Linked DNA regions of Zea mays: region 1 is linked to region 2. A link is a contact called in public Hi-C data. All regions are on one chromosome and are shown on one strand. The core of a region is the stretch at or near the end of the contact, and the rest is flanking DNA. Distances in the headings are between cores, read along the strand shown. Region 1 overlaps LOC100274567. Region 2 holds the start of LOC103650495 (WPP domain-associated protein).

Region 1 (4,321 bases), core at 1,261-3,760, 360 kb before region 2:
GATGGTGCTGAGGATATTACAGTTACAATCAACTCATCTCCAAATAAACTTGTTGGGTCTCATGTCAGCGCTTCCCCATTATTTTCTGCTATGGGGGGTGGAATCATGTGCGCAAAAGCATCGATGCTGCTGCAGGTTTGTACATGCGCTCCATTCTGTATCATGTTTGTTTGCTTGTTAGTTCATTTTAGTTGCTTGTTAGCTGTTACAATACTAAACAAACAATCTTCATGGTAGTTTTCCTTGCATAAAGTTGTTTTTGTGGTACAATTAACCTTACCCCGATGTACTTCTTTTGATATTGCAGAATGTGCCACCTGCTCTACTTGTGCGATTTTTGAGGGAGCATCGGTCTGAATGGGCTGATCCTGGCATCGATGCTTATTCTGTCGCCTCTTTGAGGGCCAACCCATACACTGTTCCAGGTTTAAGGGCTGGTGGGTTTATGGGCAACCAGGTTATACTGCCCCTTGCACGCACCTTGGAGCATGAAGAGGTAATAATCTATTGATCATGGTTCCTTCCACCTGTCTTCTTGTTAATGTCCAACCAATATAAGCTCCATCTAACTTAATGTTTTAATTTCAGTCCTTGGAGGTTATTAGGCTTGAAGGACATGGCTTTAGCCATGAGGAGGTGCTTATGTCCCGGGATATGTTTCTTCTACAGGTATGGAGGCCTTCCAATCTGTTTCTTGCTTCTTGGTTCTTGCTTTACAATTGTGTGACATTATCGGCTACTGCAGCTGTGCAGTGGCGTCGACGAGGATGCACCTGGTGCGTGTGCACAGCTTGTCTTTGCTCCTATTGATGAATCTTTTGCCGACGATGCACCGTTGCTGCCCTCAGGCTTCCGTGTGATACCGCTTGATGCTAAGACGGTGAGTATTTGTCGGATCTGTATATTCACTCCCTCCTGGTGTCACATCTTACCCGTGCCTTGCCACACTGTTTCCTTTAACACAATACCCAAATGAAATTGTAGGATGTGCCAACGGCCACCACACGCACGCTTGACCTTGCCTCTGCGCTCGAGGTTGGATCAGGTGGAAGCGGCATGCGCGCTTCATGCGATGGTTCCGGCACGTGCGCCACGAGATCGGTCCTGACCATCGCCTTCCAGTTCTCGTTCGAGAACCACCTTCGCGAGAGCGTGGCGGCAATGGCCAAGCAGTACGTCAGGGGCGTGATGGCCTCCGTGCAGAGGGTGGCCATGGCGATCGCTCCTTCTCGCCTCGGTTCGCGTATCGAACTGAAGCATCCGCCGGGCTCTCCCGAGGCACTTGCACTAGCTACGTGGATTGGCAGGAGCTACAGGTCCGTAGAACTCTTAGCTTACCTGTTGCGTTCTCCGTTTTGTCTACTCTGGAATTGTTAGGGAGTTCCATTCGTCCAGCTAATTTACCCTGGAGTTGTTAATGCTCTCTCAATCCACCACTACGCTGGAAGGAACTCTTGACATCCAGCATGACCCCTGGAACTGTGTGCTACCGAGCTGTGTATGGGATCTTGACGATTCCAAAATTGCAGGGCGCACACTGGAACGGAGATCCGCTGGTCGGACACCGAAGGCGCGGACTCTCCACTGATGCTGTTCTGGAAGCACAGCGACGCGATACTCTGCTGCTCTCTGAAGGTCAGTCGCCTCTGATGCTGTCGTGTTCATGATTCCATCGCCATCGCCGCACTTCTTAATGATAGTAGCTTATGCCGTAACCTGGAGCCGGGCATTGCCAACTGCTTGCAGCCGCCGGCTTTCACGCTCAAGTTCGCCAACAGCGCCGGCTTCGACATCCTGGAGACGACGATGGTGAACATCCAGGACCTGCCGCTGGAGGCGGTCCTCGACGAGGAGGGCCAGAAGGCCCTGTCCGCGCAGCTCCCCGCGATCATGCAGCAGGTACGGGTGGTAGGGGTAGCCGTGGCGCCCATGGCGGGTGGTGGTCGTCGCAAGCCAGCTGACACCTGCCTCTTCTCTTCTCCCCCCGTCCCGAGCAGGGCCTGGCGTACCTCCCCGGTGGCGTGTGCAGGTCGAGCATGGGGCGGCAGGCGTCGTACGAGCAGGCAGTGGCGTGGAAGGTGGTGGGTGACGACGGCGCCCCGCAGTGCCTGGCGCTCATGCTCGCCAACTGGACCTTCATCTGAGGCTCGCAACATCGCTCGGCAGCGCCAGACCGGATGCCGCCTTTTGCCCTACTACGTATCATTAGTTGCTTTTCCGTTGTGCCGCCTGTGTTAAGAATTTGTGTACTGTGTGGATGATCGAGAACTGACTCTGTTTGTGTGTGTGCGTGACAAACAACTACAACAGCTGTATGCGTGCCTGGTCGTGGTCTCGTCTCCCCGGCTTGTCGCCGGCGACATTGATCACTGTTGCAGGTTGCAGTATTACTATTTGCTAGTTCTGCTTGCTCGATCAGTACTCGCATTGCAGGTTGCAGCATGCAGCGGTAGCTCCACTACAGGGCACACGCAGTATCGGAGCGGGCAATGGCGGCGGCATGCTCTGCGCTTGCTTGCAGTTGAAGTGTTGCCTCCGTGTTGGTGTGGCCTCTCTCATCGTCTACGGCACCCACTTGGAGCCGCCCAATGATAACATTAATGGGCCGAATGGCTTGCGCTTGTGCCCGACAAGCCCATCTTCATCCGTCCCTGTCCTCAGCGGTACCCAACCGTCACTTCCGCCATGGTCATGCCCCCCCCCCCCCCCCCCCCCCACTTCCGCCATGGTCATTCCCTAGAGATGGCAATGAGGACCTTCACGGAATTCCTTTGTCAGGGATGATTTAGTGACTAGGAAAATGGATGGGATTCATGTGGAATCCTCTTCCTATTCAAATTCCTCTCCATAGATCTCCATTTTTTAGTCACCAAATCAGTCCTTAGAGGATGGGGATGTGTAAGTTTTTCACCATAGGGATGTAAATGGGAAAAAAATTCTACGACGAGTAAACGAGGATGACCCGTACCCTGTGGGGACCCATTAAACTTATATGCGACGATGTTTTCATATAATAGTTAATGATAAAAATAAATAATTACCTTGTCAAGAGATCACCCATTGTATAAATGTGTTGATTTTAATGTACACATAATGATTTTTTTACATCTAATAATGTGTATAAGTGACAATGTTTTACATTAATAACAAATAAAGTACGATCTAATTATAATTTAAGGGTGGATGGGGGATCACCGACATGGATTTATCCCCGCGGGAAACATGGACGGGGAAGAAATGTCCCTACAAGCGTTCGTGGGGATCCCCGCGGGAAATTTTTTCGTCGCGGGAATGGGTATGAGGAGCTAAAATCCGATGGGGAATTTCTTGTTGCCATCTCTATGCTCTCCTCTTTCCGCCCCCTCTCCTCCGCTCAAAACCTACCACACCACACCTCCATCGCCTCCTCCCCAAACCCTTCTCTGTCGCCCCCTCACGTCGTCGACCCCACTTGGCCACCTTAGCACCGCACGCAGACCTCACCCCATTCTTCCTCCGCGCATAGGGCCATTCCTGAGTTTTATAAGGACCGAAACGAGATTATAAACGGAGGCCCAATACCATAAGAACTATTTTTACTATATATATATATATATGAACTAATTAAAATATTTTGATGTATCATAGAAAAACTTGAATGGTGAAAAATAGAAGTAAGATTATTACCTCAAATATATTGTAGAGATCGCTTTAAAATGACTTCTAACATTTATAGATGCAAAAGAATTAATAACATCTAATCATTTCTTCTTATAACACATAAAGTTGCTAGTCTATTTAACCTTTCTTGAGACATTGCAGACTTTAAATGATTCTTTAATAATTTTAGCTTTGAGAAACTCCTTTCAACTGATGTCACATATTCTGGTATTGCAAATAATATCCGAGAAGCAACAAATATATTGGGATATCAATTTATTTATCTAACAAACTCAAAAAAATTCTATACCAAACATTGATGTGTTTGGCAGTGTCATTTGCAATATTCTTAGCTCTAACACCAGATTATTTGTCTTTGCTTGCGTGTATATTGTTGTGGCCTACCTGGCTTGCCGCTAGACTAAACGTTCATGTATACACTGAGGTGGGGCCCAAGGTCGGTCGACTCTCTTGAACCCCCTCAAAATGCTTGCAACGGCGTCTGCAGGATGCCCCCTCCCCTACTATTGTGCATGTTTAGGGTCACACTTTCGGTGCAGCGTCTGCCCCTAAGAGCTCCTATACAAGCTACAATACACGGGGATTGCATAGTGCTACACTAGATTTAGAGGAGCGGCAGCCGACCTCCTGCCCTCGAATGTCGCACACTGTGTTGTTTTTT
Region 2 (4,476 bases), core at 376-2,875:
TTTTATACTGTGTTATAAATTTTATTTTTTCTTGCGTTAGCAACACCTAAATTTTCTAGCGTCCTCCGCCACTGGGGACGATGATTATGACAGTTATAGATCATCGTTTAACACCTAATTATGGTTTCTCGTACGGATCAGAAGAAGCTGAGAAGTATGTCATGTGTGGGGTAAAAGGGACGAGTATTATACTGCTACCGTACCATTACGGAAGATATTGATCCATTGTGCATTGTGCATGCTTAGTGCAACTATATATTGCATTAATCGAGGTGCTACTTTGTCAACCATTAAATTTATTGGAGTGATACAGAAACATGATCGTTACACAAGTACATCGTTCGAGATGCCATCACATTGACATTGCAGGTAAACAAGAGCTTACCACTCGTTAGTGAGAGTGAAGATGCAAACACATGGTTGAGATATGCTGCGATGTTCAGTGATAAGTGGTTGTCAAAAAGATGGTTGACTTTGTTTTGTGTTGACTAACACTCCCTCCCTCAGTTCCACGATAGATGATTCAATGATAAGTGGTTTTCAAAAAGATGCTTGACTTTGTTTTGTGTTTGATTAATACTCCCTCCGTCCCACAATACCTGTTACTTCTTTATCTTTTTTCCATATTCAAATACATGATAATAAATCTAGATACATATATAAAACATATTGCATGAATCCATTAACACCCTAAAACGAATACTATTTTAGAACGGAGAAAGTATTTATGTGAGCATGGTATGTGCAACATCTCTTAGTTTGTAGTGTAAAGATGGTCACCGACAAAGGTGAAAATCAAATAGGTTCGTGTCGATAAATATGAAATTTGATCTTCTCGTCGAAATTCTATTTTCTGTAGCATATGAAGGTCCTGTTTGGATCCTCCTAGCTAATGTTTGTCAATTAGCCCGTAAATAATTAGATGGCAAACATTTAGTCATGGGATATTTGGAGTCTTAGCTAATAGATGTCTAAGACATAGTAAATATTATGTGTTTTACACTGCATTGCAAACAATTATTCAAAAGAGAAAGTAAAGAAACTGACGAGGATCTCGAGGATAGAGAGATCGTCTTTTCTCTTTTTATGATCTACCGGTAACTATTAGCAAAGTCAAACGGGTACTAGGCAAACAATTAGCTTTTTGGCTAACAATTAACTAATTTATTAGTCAACCTGTTTTAAAACCAAAGTGCTAAAATTAGGTCATGTATGAAAGCAATCTAGTTTTTAAGGAATCAATTTTTATTTTTTAAGCTAGGAGAAGCTAGCTTCTTGGTTTTTAAGAAACCGTAAATTCAATTTTTATAAATTAAGATATAAATCAGTTTCTATAAATCAGTTATTAAAAACTGGTCGGAAAAATGTTTGTCACATCAAACAGACCCGATCACCCGAAGTATACGAAACAATCCACGTCAAGATTTTATGTGAGTTTTCTGTTCTTTGGAGAAATTTTTTTGAATTTTTTCTGTCCGAGCATATCCCTGCAGCAGTGGCGCGGGCCGCGGGCGCCTGTGACCGCGTGAGGTCCAACCAAGCAGGCGCCGTCCCGGGACGACGCTTCACCGTCAGCGTCGCCGTCTTCCTACCTGTCTCTTGCCCCAGTCCGTCCCGTCATCCCGTGTGAACCACTGAACCCACGCCAAAGCAGAGCAACCACCTCTCTCTCTCTCTCCCACCAGGGAGGCAGGGACCGGTCTCCACAGTCCACACACACACAGAGGAACCAAGTCACGAAGACGAAGAGACAAGGGAGCGGTTGCCCGGCGCTGGTTTCCCTTTCCCCGATTCCCAGTTAAGCGCAGCGATTTGGCGTCTGATGATTGCGCAATCGAGCAGCGGCGCGGGGAGGCAACAGGACGCACCGAAAAGGGGGCGCCTTTACAGGACACGGGCCTCGCCTTTCCCTTGAATCTCGCCGCGCCGCGCCTCCTTTCGTTTTCCCGCCCGTCGCGACCTTTGCAACTGCAACCACAGCGAGCGAGCCACGGAGGGGGCAGAGCGGAGCCAGAGGTCTCTGACGCGGCGCAGGATCGCGGCGGCGGAGGGGAGCAAGCAGAGGAGGCCAAGAGGTCCGAGGGCCTCGCCGAAGCGCGTGCGGCGTAGTCCGCCTCTGTCCGTCCGGGTCCGGCAACGGCGGCGAGATGGAGGCGGCCGCCGACCTGGTGAGTTCTGCACTTCTGCTCGCCAACCCTCCTCCCGTTTCAGCGCCACGGTGCAGCGCAGCCGCCAGCGACCGATTCGTTTTCTTTGTCTTGTTAGATTGTTTTTTGGTTTGCTTCTGGATTTGGTGTGATATGAGCAGAGGAATATGCATGTGCAGATGGCACAGTTCATTCATATTCCTCTTGCGTTGGTTGGCACTTGGCAGGCTGGCTGTGGTCCACAATCCGCTGTCTTTTTTTTCAGTACAATTAGATCGTCGCTTCGCCTTGAGGGGTGAACAATTACTGGAACCGCCGGTGGTCAGTGCTAGATTAGGTTAGTGGTGAAGTCGCAGTTGCTTAAAGAGGGAGATGTTGTGTGAGCATCAATCTTGCTTCTTGCCGCGGCAAATTACTGTAGGTCGTGGGGTTGGGGTAAATATTTGGTCAACGTCGCATGCTACTGTGCCAGTGTCCGCTCCTTCATACAAAAAACCTTACCTTTTGCTACATCGCTATAGTTTTACACGGGTTGGACAACATTTTCTGCAACCTTCTTTTTTCAAGTATGTATTAGGTATGCTAACAGGAGTAACAGCTAACTGCTCATCATTCTCATAGTAGGGTACGAGAACGATGATGAGCCTCAGCCCTCAGACCACATCCTCTTCTTTTTTTTTAATGGAGAAACCATGTTCCAGCCTTTTGCATCAAGGATACATATGACTTCATAGTACAATCAACATAAACAATCCAACTATAGTAAAAACATCACATACTCAACCCAACTAAAATAAAAATATCATAACACAGTTTCTAGCATTACATCTCCAACCATGTGTTGCAAAGATATCCATTGCCACTATTTTCATTGCACGGCAAACATCTTTGATATCTTGGTGTAAATCCTATTTTTGCAATAACCTCCAAAATCTGAGCCAGTAAGACCCCTTAAAAATCACCTGCATGATTGAAGGTATCTGTTTTTTATTAAAAACTATATCATTACGGTATAGGTAGATTGACCAAAACATGGCTGCTACCCCCTATTAACAATTGTTTTTGTAAGCAATCCTTTTACTACTTTGCCACATCCTTATAATATGATTAATATTAATGGGTCTTTCTATATTTAGAGCAATAAAAATAATTCTCCAAACCGCTCTAGCTAAATAACAATTGAAAAAGAGGTGTTGGATTGTTTCATTTTGGTTACATAAACTACACTCTAGGCTTCCTTTCCACATTCTTTTTTTCAAATTGTCCTTAGTAAGAGTCGATCCTCTTCCTAGATATCAGAGGAAGATTTTGATCTTAAGAGGAAGTTTTAGTTTCCACAGCCAGCGAGGCTAATTTGAATTTGGGGTTAGAATATTATACATAAACCGAACCGAGAATGTTCGGATGCATTTGCCTTCCACATAAAGAAATCTCTTTCCGTCCCTACATTAATGTTACCAACTATATATTAACAAGTGTTGCCATTCTATCAATTTGACCCCAACTACTGGTCTACGGAACGTTAAGTTTTGTGTTAATTGTGGTAGAACATCTGCGACTAAGGAGAAAATTTGATATTTGCCATCATCACGAAACACGTTTGTAAAATTACTATCAAGCCCATATTTCATAGACACAACCCACAATTTATAGACACAAAGATAATTATAACAAGCAGACAACGTTTCAGGCAAAATTCCAGCTATTTCACGACTAAGACATTCTTTTGGCGCATTGTTTTGTATAAGTTAGGAAATTGCTCATTGAGTGGTGAAATCCAAATATCTTCCCAGAACCTAGTTTCTTGGTCATTACCCACTTGGAACCGATCCTCCTAAGGCCCCGTTCGGCAGGCCAGCATCCAAACCAGGCCAGGATCGAAAGCAGCCCAGGATCAAGTGATACATGTGTTGTCACTAATTCCTGGTCACTAGCCCAGGAACCAATCCGGGAGGTAGCTCACCAGGACTCGTTCCAGACCAAGAATTGAGCGAAGGGAATTCAAATCAGGTGGGTCTGTTTCTGGTCCAGATTAAAACGAACGGCTCTAGCAGACTGGGCCGGATTCTAAGCCGGGTTGATTCATCCCGCCCGGAAAGAGGTCGGGAATAGGCCGTTCCGGCCGAAACGAACGACGACTAAGGGGCCGTTAGTTTCTTCCGGAATGGAGGCATGGAACAATTTCTAGCCGGTTTGTTTCTCTAATTTATATAAGTTTTAATCAGCTGGAATAATTTCTGGTCCATTCCTGGACAAACGAACAAGGTCTAAGGAAATCTTCCTTTACATTCAATAAACCAGCCCATAAATGGGAATCTCTAGGAGTTCG

What was found. Hi-C and Micro-C count contacts between places; a contact is called where the count stands out from the background.
Region 1: a contact with region 2 is called in a Hi-C map of tassel, with 3 times the contacts expected there. The contact joins the enhancer-like site here to the promoter of LOC103650495 in region 2. A contact is called at or near these places in 3 of 25 Hi-C or Micro-C datasets (ear, leaf and tassel).

The regions. Positions count from the first base shown.
Region 1 is chr3:124,683,155-124,687,475 of Zm-B73-REFERENCE-NAM-5.0, reverse strand. It overlaps LOC100274567, which reads left to right. Exons shown (of 18, transcript NM_001148922.2): 11 at 1-135; 12 at 308-496; 13 at 589-669; 14 at 746-880; 15 at 985-1,316; 16 at 1,530-1,635; 17 at 1,747-1,899; 18 at 1,998-2,417. The coding sequence ends at 2,144. Among protein-coding and RNA genes, the nearest start is that of LOC100274567, 6.3 kb to the left of the region's middle. Within about 2 kb of position 2,510, at least 17 of the 20 cell types and tissues checked have an H3K27ac peak or open chromatin away from gene starts, as enhancers often do. A contact at or near this core is called in ear, leaf and tassel, where this site is marked.
Region 2 is chr3:124,324,201-124,328,676 of Zm-B73-REFERENCE-NAM-5.0, reverse strand. It overlaps LOC103650495 (WPP domain-associated protein), which reads left to right and starts at 1,625. Exons shown (of 5, transcript XM_008676081.2): 1 at 1,625-2,168. The coding sequence starts at 2,148.